2 separate regions of the Gossypium arboreum genome follow, and region 2 is linked to region 1. The links are chromatin contacts, called in public Hi-C maps. All regions are on one chromosome and are shown on one strand. The core of a region is the stretch at or near the end of the contact, and the rest is flanking DNA. Distances in the headings are between cores, read along the strand shown. Region 1 holds the start of LOC108483483. Region 2 holds the start of LOC108480334 (aldehyde oxidase GLOX1-like).

Region 1 (3,146 bases), core at 433-2,932:
ATCTTCATCGGTTTTCCTTCACAAGTTAATATTGTGAAGTTCATTAAGGTTCCGAAGTGAGGGCGGAATATTTTACACAAACCCAAACTGGAGCATCACTCGATCAAACGTGCCAAATATTAGGATTCTTCAAAAATTCAATCAAGATGCATTCTTGAATTCTCGGATCAAAGTATGTCATTTATTCAAATTGCAATACGAAATTATAAATTTTATTACATACCTAATATTAAATTTCAAATCCTTTACGAAATTATTATGAAATTGAAAAACTCAAAAACTAACCTCGACTTCTGACCGTTGATCTAAAATAACCAAATATCTTTAAGCTCTTTTGGTATACCCATATGACTCACGTCATTGTTCCTCCTGTTCAAATAATATGTTATTCCAAAAATATAATAATGAAAAAAATATGATAATTATATTATTAAATGAATCTTACCTTGTGGAAATTGATAAGGGAAGTTTTCTCAAGGACGTAAAAATAGTAAGTGGTACTATGCTCGTGACTGAAGAAGGAGTATACAATTACCAATTTTAATTTTCTATGTTTTAGTTCCTCGGTACATCTCTCGGTACAATGTAGCCAAGACAATTGATCCTCAATTGAGTCGTTTGGCTTCTTTTAGGTCGATTACTTGTAGGAGTCACCCTAAATATACCAGATTTTGATATTTATTTGGCATCAGAAGACCCCCGATCAACCTCAATATGAATGCTTGAGTGAATTGTTTCTTTCAATCGCACTAGAAGAGCTGTTAAAACGTGAGAAATCTTCTAACCATTTCATATCTATCTGGTTACCACTAAACTTATTTAGCACATTGCCTAATCGTTGGTGGCAAATTGTGCTCCAATCAACAATACGCACTACCCCCGTAGCAATTGACTCATCAACTGATAGACTGAGTTGTAATGCTACATCCTCGAGTGTAATCTTACACTCACCACACGAAAGATGGAATGTGTGTGTCGGGTCTCTTTTTTTCCACCAAAGCACTGATAAGTGTGAGCTCCAATTTGGCCTTGCCGAGCATATGAGACACGTATAAGAAGCTTGCCTCTTCCAATTATTGTTTAATAACACATGGTGCTGTCACACTTAAATTGTGTATATTTGTTTCGGTAACCCGCTCTTCGTCCAGATTATATAAACATAAAAAAAATTTTAAAAAAAATTAATAACTTAATATTATTAATTAAAACAAAAATATAATAATATCTTTTTACTATTCGTAATTGGATATCAAAAAATATGTTTGAGATCTAAACGAATTAGAGGTGACATTTTAAAAATATTTAAGATGGTTAAAATCGAAAGAAGAAAATAGTTGAGAAAGTTGAGAGAATATGATTGAATGAAAAAAAAAATTAAAAGTGTAAAAAGATATATATAGGAAAAAATTGTAGCCATTGAGGTTTTAGCTATTGGAGTTTTTTTTTCCAATAGCCCTTGATCCCAACAGTATTGTTGACGATCCAACGGTTAATATATATTTTCATTTTTAAGTAAATCAGACGGATGCTGCGTTGCAAAAATACACTCTAAAAAAAAAAAAAAAAACTACTTAAAAATATTTTCAAACCGGATATGCCTGATTTTACCGTTATCCTTCCTAAAATACAAACAAACCAATCCTTTTTAGTTGTGATATTAATTTATTTGAAATTTGAAACAGAAATGTGTTATTATATCCTGTTAATAGAATATTGGGTTAAGACTGAGTTTAGCTGAGATTTAACCTTCCTTGATGATGTGACTTTACACTCTATATGATATTGAAGTAACAAACTACGAAATAATGATATAACGAAGGTTGCAATTCCAGTGATATAACAAAAAAGATAGGGCAGTTGATTGTAATTAGTGCACTTTTTCGCCTTAAAATAAGCCTCTTTTTGTTTTACAGACTCAAACCTCCAACCAACCATTACCCTCTCTCTTAACCATTTACATTTAAATTTCGTCCCCGTTGAACGATCCTACACAATAACCAAGCTATTTTTCAAACCAAAACTCTGCTTTTTTGTGGGGTTTCCTTTGTTGTTGCCCCCACACCCTCATCATCATCTGAACCAGAAAAAACCAATTTTGAAACAAAAAAAAAACCAACAAACATTTAGAAAAGAAGAAAGAGCTCTTCATCATCATCATCATCATCATCATCATCATCATCATCAATCTCTTCTCTCCATTCCCTTTATATAAAGCAAAAAAAGAAAAAAGAAACCCATATTTTTTTCTTTTTCTTTTCTTGGTCCCTCATTTCTCAAATCTTAAGCTTTGGTTGATTGGCTTTGGTTGGCATTTCCTTCTTCAGTTTTTCCGAGGATTAGGAGAAAAGAGAGGGAAAAAAACGTTTAAGGGTAGGAGGAAATGGCGACAAGAGGGAGTAGATCAGAGAAGGTGAAGAGGATTTTTCAGCAATTCGATAACAACCGTGATGGGGGTCTTAACAGAGATGAAATGGCAGCGTTGGTCGTCGCCGTTAACCCCAGAGTCAAATTCAGCGACGAACAAATCAACGCTATTCTCGACGAAGTCTTCCGGACCTACGGGGAGTTCATTGACGGCGAAAAGGGGTTAACTTATGACGGCTTGTTGAGAACTTATGACGATGGAGCCGGTGACGTTGACCGTGACTTCGATGCGCTGGGTCTCGAGCTCTATCCCGATGAAAACAAAGGCGCATCCATCGTCTCCGAAGCATCTTCTTCGTCGATTGCGGAAGAGAGAATAACGGAGTCACAGAGGAAGCAACGGACGACGGCGTGGGCCGGGTCACCGCATCACGAGATAGTTTTCGACGACACGTGGAAACTGGTGGACGAATTGGAGATCTTGTTGAAGAGATTGCAAGCAAAACAAGCAAAAACTGGGAAATTTAAAAGCGACAATTTTGATGCGTATTCGGATGCGGGGTGGTCGAGGGAACTAGGACCCTCTGCAGAGCTTTCAGAAAAAAGGGTATATTGGGAAGAAACGGGTCCTGATTATGGCATTTTTGTCAAGGAATTGGGAGCTTTAAGGAGTAGAGCCGATGGGGCAAGGTCAAGAGAAGAAGCATTTGATGGACAAATGGCTATTGGGAGGGTTTTATATGAGCATCAGTTGTTTAAAGAAGCTTTGATTAGTTTCAAAA
Region 2 (3,146 bases), core at 318-2,817, 160 kb before region 1:
AGTAGGGTAAAGGACTCCCGTAAAGTTGTAATACGCATGAGGATTGCTTCCACCCACTAAAACTCTTCCATCACGAAGTAATACTGCTGTGGAATGGTACATCCGAGGGATCTTTGTTGGGTTTAGTATCTTGAATCGTGACTCGATTTCATTATCAGGCATGTATAACACTGGATTTAAGACCGGGTCCCTTCCTAAGTCCCATCCTGCTGACCCGGAACGTGCTCCGTTGATGACCAAAACTTTGCCGTTTGGAAGCAATACCATGTCACCCATGACTCTAGCTAAAGGCATAGTTTCCAAGACCCATTTTGGTTTCGGGTCGGTTATTGAGATCCTGGCGCAAGTGTTCAAGGCTTTAACGAACTTACCTTGTAATGCTTGGACAAATGATCCTTTTGGAGCACCCCCACAAACTAAAACTTCAGCTTGAATAGTGGCGGCTGTCAAGTTCTTCAATGGTAGCAATACAGCCGAACCTGTGCTTGGATAGCTTCTTGGCTCCCCACCTGGTATTTTGGGGTAAGTTTTCACCACCTTGTTGTTCACATAATCAAGCAAAATAGCTCGATTGTTGGCGAAAATGAACAGGTTTCCATCGACATTGAGAAAAACAAAAGGGTAGAGATTGTTCTCTACTCCTCGTTCATTGGTTTCCGACAGGAAATGCAACTTGAACGTGTCGGCGGCTATGTTTTTAGGAACAAACTCGTAATTAAATTGTTCTCGGCCGCCGACAACAATTTGTCTTCCATCTGGCAAGACATGATTGGTAGCATACCATCTTTTGGCCGCCAATCCATTTGGTGTTTCGTGCCAGTCGCAGCTTTCGCATGGGCTGAAAACCCTGACCCGAAGTTCTCCTTCGCTGAAACCACCGGTTTGGACCAATTTACCGTCAGGCATGACGCCGCCTGAAGAACACCAAACGTTGCTTTGGACAGTAAGAGCCCTGAACTTGTTGCTCAAAACATCATACTCAACTGAATGCGCCGTACAATCTACTTGGACAGCGGTGTTGGTTGGGTCATTGTGGCATTTCCCACTTGCCAATGGCAGAGTGGATGGGCCGAAATCAGTCCTATCATACATAACAACACGGTCATTTTTAAGGAGTTGCATGTGCATGGATGAGATGCCAATGCTTTTTTGTAGCAGCTGCCACCGGCCGTCGGCAGCAGTGGGGAGGATAAGGGGATGTGAGGCAAAGAGTAGAAGTGAGAAAAGAAATGTACAAAGGGTTGACATTTCTGCCATATGTTTAGCAGATGATATTATGGCTGCTTGTCAGCTTTGGGTACTCTTTTATAAAGGACTTGGTGAGAGAAGCAATGAAGGCTTTGAGATTTGAGACTCCCACACCATGTGGTCTTGCGTGGGATGCTTGTAGTGGTTTGTCTTTATGAAAACGATGGTTTAGTTTCTGGTTTCAAAATTAGGATATGAATGTTCCAAGTTTTTTTTTTTTTTTTTAAAATGAGATTGTTTGAATGATTAGCAAATGGATAATATAATTTTAGAGTTGGTAACTAAATTGACTTTGGTATTTATATTCTCTTTTCTTCTTCATTTCGTCTATTCAGTGATTGGTCAATAGGATTTATACTTGGAATTATCATTTAACTTAAAGCTAGGTTAATCGAGTTAATTGGTCCAAATGGTTATCGTTTTCCTTTTGTTGTTTATTTTGCCTTAAAAAAAAAGTTTATAATTAGATTTTTTAGGCTGGTATATGAACTTAATATTTTTAATTTGGTATTTAAATTTGTTTCAAGTCTAATTTGATATCTAAATTTTTTATGTTCAATTTAATACCTAAATTTATTAAATGTTATATAAATTACGTAAAATACTAATAGTGTTAAAATTTTTTGACTATGCCATAAAAATATTGTCAGTATTAGAGTAAATTCATGTAAAAAATAGATATTGAGCTATGCTTAATGAATTAATATTAAATAAAAAATTTTAAAACCACAAATTGAAAGGAATTCATTATTTTCAATTTATAAAATAAATAAAACTAAAAGTAATTGAACATAAAAATACAAAAAATATCATATTATCTATCATATATCGGATATATATTGATTATTTTTGTTACTACATAAAAAATATTTTTAGTATATTGGAGTAATTTGTAAAACATTTGACAAATACCAAATCGAAAAAAAATAGAATAAATACCAAATTAGAAAAAGGAGTCAAGTTCATGTACCAAATTAAATCCCCAAAAATTAAGTACCAACTTAAAAAAAAGTATTAAATTTATATACTAAATTAAAAAAAGATCGAATTCAAATACCAAATGTATATTAAGTGATTCTTTTATATAAAATATTTGATAAACTTTTGAATTAATCTTAAAGTAATCCTTGGGTTAACAATTCCTTCATTCCGATCTTAAATTAAATAATTATAGATATTTTCTGTACGTTGCTTTTGTCCAAATCGTATCATTTGTAGACTTCCAATGGAAAACATGAAAAAGCAATGCTTCTTTGTTTTAAATTCGAAAACATCAAAATAAAATTGGAACAATTTTAAGTATCAGAAACATTTTTAATAGAATGTCTTAAATTTCAATATAAAATATTTTAGAGATAATATTTAATATACCATTAATAAATCATATTAAATTATTTTATCAATAATAATCCAATGAAATTTATACATCAACAATATATCAAATTTGAATCTCACTCCCTTAAAAACAATCAATCGATATTCTACTAACTAAATTCTTGTTTAAGCATACGCTGGACCGGTAAAAGTTATAAATTTTGCCGATTCCATCCACCAATTATGAGCTGTGACAGTGGTCCGAGCAGTGGCTATAGTTTGGGTTTGAGTCTACATCATGCATTAACTAATCCACTGTGTTTCGAAGGTGAAAAGAAAAATTACAAAAGGTGATGGACCCTATTGACTTTCCTAAAGAATTAATGGCTACCCTGCAACTTAAATTGAATCAGAGTTATCTTTGGGTTGAATTTCTCATCTCTCTCTTTTTGTACAATGACAAAAGCATACGTGATACTGCAAATTTGCAGACATCACTACAAAAAGCTACCTGAATCACGTATCCTAGCTGGCTGCGTAAATCTCTAATCCATATGTAGTTTTCATTTAACTAATATATCTAT

Evidence for each region. A called contact is a pair of places that touch in the nucleus more often than the background predicts.
Region 2: a Hi-C map of leaf shows a contact between it and region 1, with 4 times the contacts expected there. The contact joins the promoter of LOC108480334 here to the promoter of LOC108483483 in region 1. A contact is called at or near these places in 3 of 5 Hi-C or Micro-C datasets (all in leaf).

Annotation. Positions count from the first base shown.
Region 1 is chr1:100,246,227-100,249,372 of ASM2569848v2, reverse strand. It overlaps LOC108483483, which reads left to right and starts at 1,682. Exons shown (of 1, transcript XM_017786919.2): 1 at 1,682-3,146. The coding sequence starts at 2,381.
Region 2 is chr1:100,403,464-100,406,609 of ASM2569848v2, reverse strand. LOC108480334 (aldehyde oxidase GLOX1-like) reads right to left here and starts at 1,567. Exons shown (of 1, transcript XM_017783290.2): 1 at 1-1,567. The coding sequence starts at 1,257.